Linked DNA regions of Pan troglodytes: region 2 is linked to region 1. A link is a contact called in public Hi-C data. All regions are on one chromosome and are shown on one strand. Each heading gives the region's core, a stretch centred on a gene start, on an enhancer-like site or on the middle of the called end of the contact. The rest is flanking DNA. Distances are from core to core; before and after follow the strand shown. Region 1 overlaps SMYD2 (SET and MYND domain containing 2). Region 2 holds the start of PROX1 (prospero homeobox 1).

The links. A called contact is a pair of places that touch in the nucleus more often than the background predicts.
Region 2: a Hi-C map of induced pluripotent stem cells shows a contact between it and region 1, with 2.3 times the contacts expected there. The contact joins the promoter of PROX1 here to the enhancer-like site in region 1. A contact is called at or near these places in 2 of 7 Hi-C or Micro-C datasets (induced pluripotent stem cells and stem cell-derived neural progenitor cells) and 1 of 1 datasets of contacts at active chromatin or transcription factors (stem cell-derived excitatory neurons).

What each region holds. Positions count from the first base shown.
Region 1 is chr1:34,787,759-34,790,965 of NHGRI_mPanTro3-v2.0_pri, reverse strand. SMYD2 (SET and MYND domain containing 2) reads left to right here. Exons shown (of 12, transcript XM_003308746.7): 4 at 2,375-2,435; 5 at 3,156-3,207. Among named protein-coding and RNA genes, the nearest start is that of SMYD2, 36 kb to the left of the region's middle. Within about 2 kb of position 1,740, at least 1 of the 24 cell types and tissues checked has an H3K27ac peak or open chromatin away from gene starts, as enhancers often do. A contact at or near this core is called in induced pluripotent stem cells, where this site is marked.
Region 2 is chr1:35,116,403-35,119,609 of NHGRI_mPanTro3-v2.0_pri, reverse strand. PROX1 (prospero homeobox 1) reads left to right here and starts at 1,498. Exons shown (of 4, transcript XM_063792136.1): 1 at 1,498-1,616.

The DNA of each region.
Region 1 (3,207 bases), core at 491-2,990:
ACCCAGGGCTTATATACCATAGGGAAGAAATTTGTACAGCAGTTACAAGGAAAGGCAAGGATGCTATGCAAATCTGCCTGAGAGCAAGATTTGTGCTCAAGATTGTATTGACCTAAGGCAGGATTTAAGGTAGCCATAGACAAAGTAGAAATCTTAGAAGCATTCCCAGAGCAGGAGTTAACCAGAAATCAACATGGTGTATCAGCATCCAAGATGAAATTGCTTTAGCCACCGTACTGACTGTTCTCCGCCTGGTCTGGTTCATTCTTGCTGATTGCATAATAATTAGACACCTAATCTTCGAAGGGCCAAACTAAAAAGAGGACAGGAAAATGCCATAGAACTTGTCCTTGTGATCCAATGAAATAGGCAGTGTGGGGCTTAGACGGCATATGTCCAGGCTGTGGAGGTCTTGCTCCTCAGTGCTGTCAGAGAAGTTGGTGGCAGGGCCTCTGGACTATAAATCTTTTAAAGCTGAAATTTTGGCTGGGCATAGTGGCTCGTACCTGTAATCTTAGCACTTTGGGAGGCCAAGGCAGAAGGATTGTTTGAATCCAGGAGTTCGAGACCAGCCTTGGCAACAAAGTGAGACCCATTCTGTATAATAAATTTTAAAAATTAAAAAAATTGCCCAGGTGTGGTGGTATACACCTGTGGTCCCAGCTATTCTGGAGGCTGAGGCAGGAGAATTACTTGAACCCGGAACTTCAAGGCTGCAGTGAGCTGTGATTGTGCCACCATACTCCAGCCTGAGCAACAAAGTAAATGAGACTCTGTCTCTAAAAATGAAAAAAAAAAACAAACAAACTGAAATTTCATCCACTTCTCCTGTATACCTACCAGCCCTCCTCCACCCTTAAAATTTTTCTATTTTTTAATCTAAGCCAAATGTGATGGAAATGATTAGCATGTATCTGTCCCCAGACCAAGTTAGGATCCTGGGCTGTGTAAACAGAAGTAGAACATTTCAAAACTCTGAGGTCATCCTTCAGCTATGTTCAGCTTGGGTCAGGTGCTTGCTGAAATGCTACCTCGCCAGCCGAGAGTAACAAAAGCCATTCATGGGTTGCCTGTAGAGTGAGACCAAAACATCAGAATTGTTCCCCTGCAGGAGGTTAACTTTCGGATCCTTAATAACAGTTATTTTTAAATTTATGCAGAGTATTTGGGCTGAATGAGTCAGAGGGAATAGGATGACTGGGTATGAGGTATCAGAGTCAGTAAGTCATCAGATGGGATCTCCGCACATCTTGGGAGGATTGGGTGGCCAAGCTGGTGTTTTATTATTTTGTTCCCCTGAATTATTGATGATATTTATAGTGATATGTTAAGAATTCAGAAGAGGCTGGTAGACTTTCCTGAATGAAAAGCTTTCCCAAGCGAGATGACTTATAAATCTTATAAAAATGCATCCCGTGAATGGAAGATTTCTGCTCCAAAAAAGAACTATTGAAATATTTCGGCACCAGGAGGGTAGTCTGAATGCAAAGATGAGTTTATACAAGCTTCATTCAAGTTTTATTATAATTACTACTACTACTAATAGTGTATTAAATGAAAGTTACCTGCCCATCTTTTCATCTCTATAGGACTTGATGATTAAAAAAACAGACCATTTGTATTCTAGTAGCTTGCAAAGGATTAGGGGAGACAGGCTACCAAACTACCAAGGGGAGGCTTAACATGTTAACTAGGGAGGTGAGCGTGCCCTGCTAGACCACCTGTATCCCCAAATTGAATAGCCAGATTACAAAGACACGGCCTTGGGCCAGCTCCTGAGCTCTGCCTTTGAACTCTTGTCAACACCAAGTTTATTCATGTTCTCAAAGCCTAGCGGGTTTACTATTGTTAGCTCCTCTTGGGGTGTCTAGAACAAAGCCAGCAACGCGTTTAAAGTGAATCTGGGCTCACAGATACAACCAAAAGTGTTCTTTTTGAAACACAGAATTTGAGATCATTTTAGCCTATGCTTAAAGAAAGTGTAAAATGGATGGGGGGTTTGATTTTGTTCCTTTTTAGAAGGAGAAATAATAAATAGGATGGTTTGTCTGTAGACCCAGTCCTTTTAAGTAAGGACCCTAAAAAGTTGTTTTCCGGCCCTGTTCTTTCCCGTAACAGGCATTTCTGAGCCTACTGTGTGCATAGTATTATCAGGGTGTTAGGTACACGGTAGACATTTTAAAAAGCGCTTTAGAAGAGTCTTTGGATTTGGCTGGTGGAGAGCCCTAGTGGTGGAGTCCTTGAGTAGCTTGTTTTATTTACTTCCTTAAGAATTGTTACTTTTTCTTTATGTTGATGTAAAAGTGAAAGTGCCACTTTATTACACTGGTTGTTAAAAAATCTGTATCTGTGTGATTTCTTCCCCAATTGCTAGAAAATCCACCCAGAGAGAACACCTTCGGAAAAATTGTTAGCTGTGAAGGAGTTTGAATCACGTAAGTCTTTCTGTGACCAGCCGCGCAGTTCTCTCAGCCACAGATTTCACATGGGTTGGGCAGGATTGAAGCGAGGACGGGCTAGTTTGTGCTCAGAGGAGTAGTGATTTCTTTGATTACTAGTTTTTATTTTGACTCTTGTGCTGTTTCGAAAAGCACTTTTAGCTTTTTTCTTCTGAGTTGACAGGATTGTTAGGAAATAATTAAAGGAGGTAGGAGCTCCCAAGATGAATTATTGCACCCTGAGCTACCTCCTGCTGGCCCTCTTGGCATGCTGAATATTTTTGGATCTTTGCTGAATTGCAGTCCTCTAAATAGCTGATGTTCTTACTGAAAGCCGTGAAATCAGGGATTGTCCAGTTGTTTGACCACGACCCAGATTCCCGGGCCAATTGGGGGGCCCTTGACTAGGCTGAGGCTGGTTATGAGTCATTGCTACCCATCCCTGACCTCATTGCTAACAGTCAGTCGAAATCTCATGTCCCAAGTGACTTCTAGTCATCAGAGGGAGAGAAGGAAGAAATGGCTTGCTTTCTTTCCTTAGGGTTTGTCAGTTAAACCAAGTAATGGGGAAGAATGTTCTCTGGGGGTTCAACATGTTAGTTTTGGGGTTTTTTTTTTCCGCCCATTCCTTTCCTCTGTATCATTTACAGCAAAAATAGGATGTAGCTAGAAATCCCACGCTTTCTACTGGGTGAATAATGGATTATTTATCCACAGATCTGGATAAGTTAGATAATGAGAAGAAGGATTTGATTCAGAGTGACATAGC
Region 2 (3,207 bases), core at 249-2,748, 330 kb before region 1:
GGAGATCTTTAAGAGCCACATTATCTAAAGAAATTTTGCTGGTTATTTTTCAAGCAAGAAATGTCAAACCAAAGTAAATTTCCTAGGGCTTTATTTTAGAGCCTGCGATTTATGCGTTTGAAATTTCTTGCCTAATAAACTTTAAAGTTTGTTGCCCAGGCGTCAAAACTGTGTAAATCCTGTATTGAACAGCTATCTTTGGTCTTTCTGGGGCGAGTGAATTAGTGAAGGGTAATCGCCAGATGTTTGCAACGTATATATTTTTAAAGGCTGCTTTACCTACAATCCAAATAATGTCAGAGGTAACCAAGGGTAAATATTCCTCTTCCTAAAAATTTGGACTGGAGATTAACTGGGACTCAGCCAATGTTGATCTTCGTCTAATAACAGATGCAGCGGACGCGATGTGAAACCTCTGGCACCTATTATTTTAATACCAAACCTACCTGTATTTTATTGTCCACCTCCCCTTTAAAAGGAACCAAGGGTGACACGTATCCTTGACACTACCTATGATCGTTTAAAAAGTGGAATGATTTGCAGATCCCCCCCTCCGTCCTCCTATGCCACCCCCACCCCTAAAACCCCCACTTTTTCTCCCGTATACTTTTCCGTGCCTTCCTCCACCCAAGTCGGAGGAGCGCTCACTCGCTCGGCCACTCGGCGAACTCGATCAGCTGTATCTGGGAAATGAAAAAAGAAAAAGAAAAAAAAAAAAAAGGACCTGCGTCCTGGAAGAGCTAGTGTGAGCCGGGCGCCGCTCGCGCCGTCTCCCGCTTTGCATAGTGCCCGCAGATGGCTCGCTCCGGCCCAGGCGCGGCGATCCAGTCGTCCCGAAGCAGTGGCAGGGTGGGGGTGGGGGTGGGGGCCGGGGATGGAGGCCGGGGAGGGGGAGCGCAGGGCCCCTCTCCCCTCCTCTCTTCCCAGCCCCTCACCCCCACCCCTTTTATATTTTTTTTTCCTCCCAAGTTCTCTTGCCTTGCTATCCCCCCTTGAATCCGAAGGCGCCTCGCGATTGGGTGCTGGGGCCGGGTACGTCAGATAGACTGTGACGTGCAGTCTTCCTGTTTCCTTCAGCTGTGTCTTAAAGTAAATCTTGTTGTGGAGCGGAGCCCTCAGCTGAGGGAGCGCTCTGAAATAATACACCATTGCAGCCGGGGAAAGCAGAGCGGCGCAAAAGAGCTCTCGCCGGGTCCGCCTGCTCCCTCTCCGCTTCGCTCCTCTTCTCTTCTTTACCCTTCTCCTCTCTCCTCCTCTGCTGCTCTCTCCTCTCCTCCGCTCTTCTCTCTCCTCCTCTCCTGCTCTCTCCTCTGCCCTTAGCTCCTCTTCTTTTCTTCTCCTCTTCTTCCCTCTCCTCGCCTCTACCCTGCTTCTCTTCTCTCGTCTCCCCTCCCCTCCCGCCTCTCTCTCCCCTCTCCCTCTTCCACTCGCCCCGCTCGCTCGCTCGCTGTCGCACAGACTCACCGTCCCTTGTCCAATTATCATATTCATCACCCGCAAGATATCACCGTGTGTGCGCGCGCGTGTTTTCCTCTCTCTGCCGGGGGGAAAAAAAAGAGAGAGAGAGAGAGAGAGAGAGAGAGAGAGAGGCTCGGTCCCACTGCTCCCTGCACCGCGTAAGTATCTTCTTCTTCCCCTCGTGAGTCCCTCCCCTTTTCCAGAATCACTTGCACTGGCTTGTTCTTGAATGAGAAAGGAAGAAAAGAGCCTCCCATTACTCAGACCCGTGTAAACATTTTTCCCCCCAGGAGAAAATGGTGTTATTTAAATGAATCATAATAAAATAGCCTCTAAACAGTTTCTAAGCGGGAGCCTCCGTGGAACTCAGCGCTCCGCTCCTCCCAGTTCCTAAGAGTAAGTGATCCGCTTGGCTTTTATTTCTTTCTCTTTCCTGCTGGTGGCTGGGGGTGGCGGTGGCGATGGGGGGGAGGCTGATGTTGCTGGACTTGTCGCTGATCTTGTCACCTTTTGTGTACTGTTTCTGGGGTGTGAGGAGGCGTTTGCTCCCTTTCCTTCTTTCTCCTGCTCTCTCTTCTCAGGAGAGAGGACCGCGAGAGGGACCGGGTCGCTTTTTTGTTCGTGGAGATCCCCGCTTTCCGCCAAACCCCATCCTTCCGATCTCCCCAGGCTAAAACTCCGGGGCCGGTCCCCTCGTCCTTTCTCTTTGTCTTGTTTATTATAGCTGCCTTTCTTCCCGGCTCTTCCAATTTGCTTGTCATTTGCATACCTTTCACTTCTCCTTTTTTAACCCCAGCAGAGGACCGGGAGCTGGGAGGAGGAGAGAGGGAGGTGGGGGGGCGCTCTGTTACTTTCGTCTCAAAACGCTGTCGAAGCCGAATTGTGGAAATCCGGCTTGGAGGGGTGCGGTGATGGGTCCCGGGAAACGCGCGCGGCGCCCCTCTTCCGAGCTCCTGGACCCAGGGCTGGGTCAAGTTGAGTAGGGTAAGGCGGCACCGGGAGGCTCGGGGGGTCGCGTGGCGGTGGGATTGGGACACCAGCACGAGGAGGACCGGAGGATCGCGGTCCGGGTAAGAGTAGGGGGTTCTTGGGCAGCAGAAATGGGAGGCGATGAATCTCCCAGCCATCGCTGGCAGACTATGGTGTTGGGCAGCTTCGGTCTGGTCTCGTCTGGGTGGTACCTACCGTTTTGCCCCAGTTAGGAGGACTGGGGAGGGAGGACAGGAGAGGTGAGAGTAATTGTTACTGGGAAGACTAGTGAGGAGGGCGGGAAGAGGGAGGGAAGAGCTGCTATCTTGCCTGAGCAGATCAGGAGGGGGACGCAGTGGGCGGGGGGAGACATCACCCAAAGTCCAGTTTAGCAAGTTGTTGATTCTTCTGGTGTGCCAGCCCGTTACTCCTCCTGCTGAAGCTGAAGGTTGGTGGAGTGATGGAGGGTGGGGATGGTAAAGGAGGAGTAAGTAGCTTTCCACAGACTCCCAGGTCTCTGGCCCCTTCCCAGCTTCTTGGGAAATTGAGAGCCCTCCAGGCAGACAGAGAACAGAACTAGAAGGAGGGGTGGTGCTTAGTCTTAAATAGCTCAAGGAGGCAGGTTGGAGTGTGAAACTGCTGTTCTTGGCAACCCAGAAGGCTACTCTGCCTGGGGGAAGGCTGGAAACTCACCTGCTTGTTTTTATTTTTCCGAGAAGGTCTGTGCTGTCTCCTTGAGCTTATAAAAACAGAGGAAGCACAGGGTGGCCTCCTCGCAAA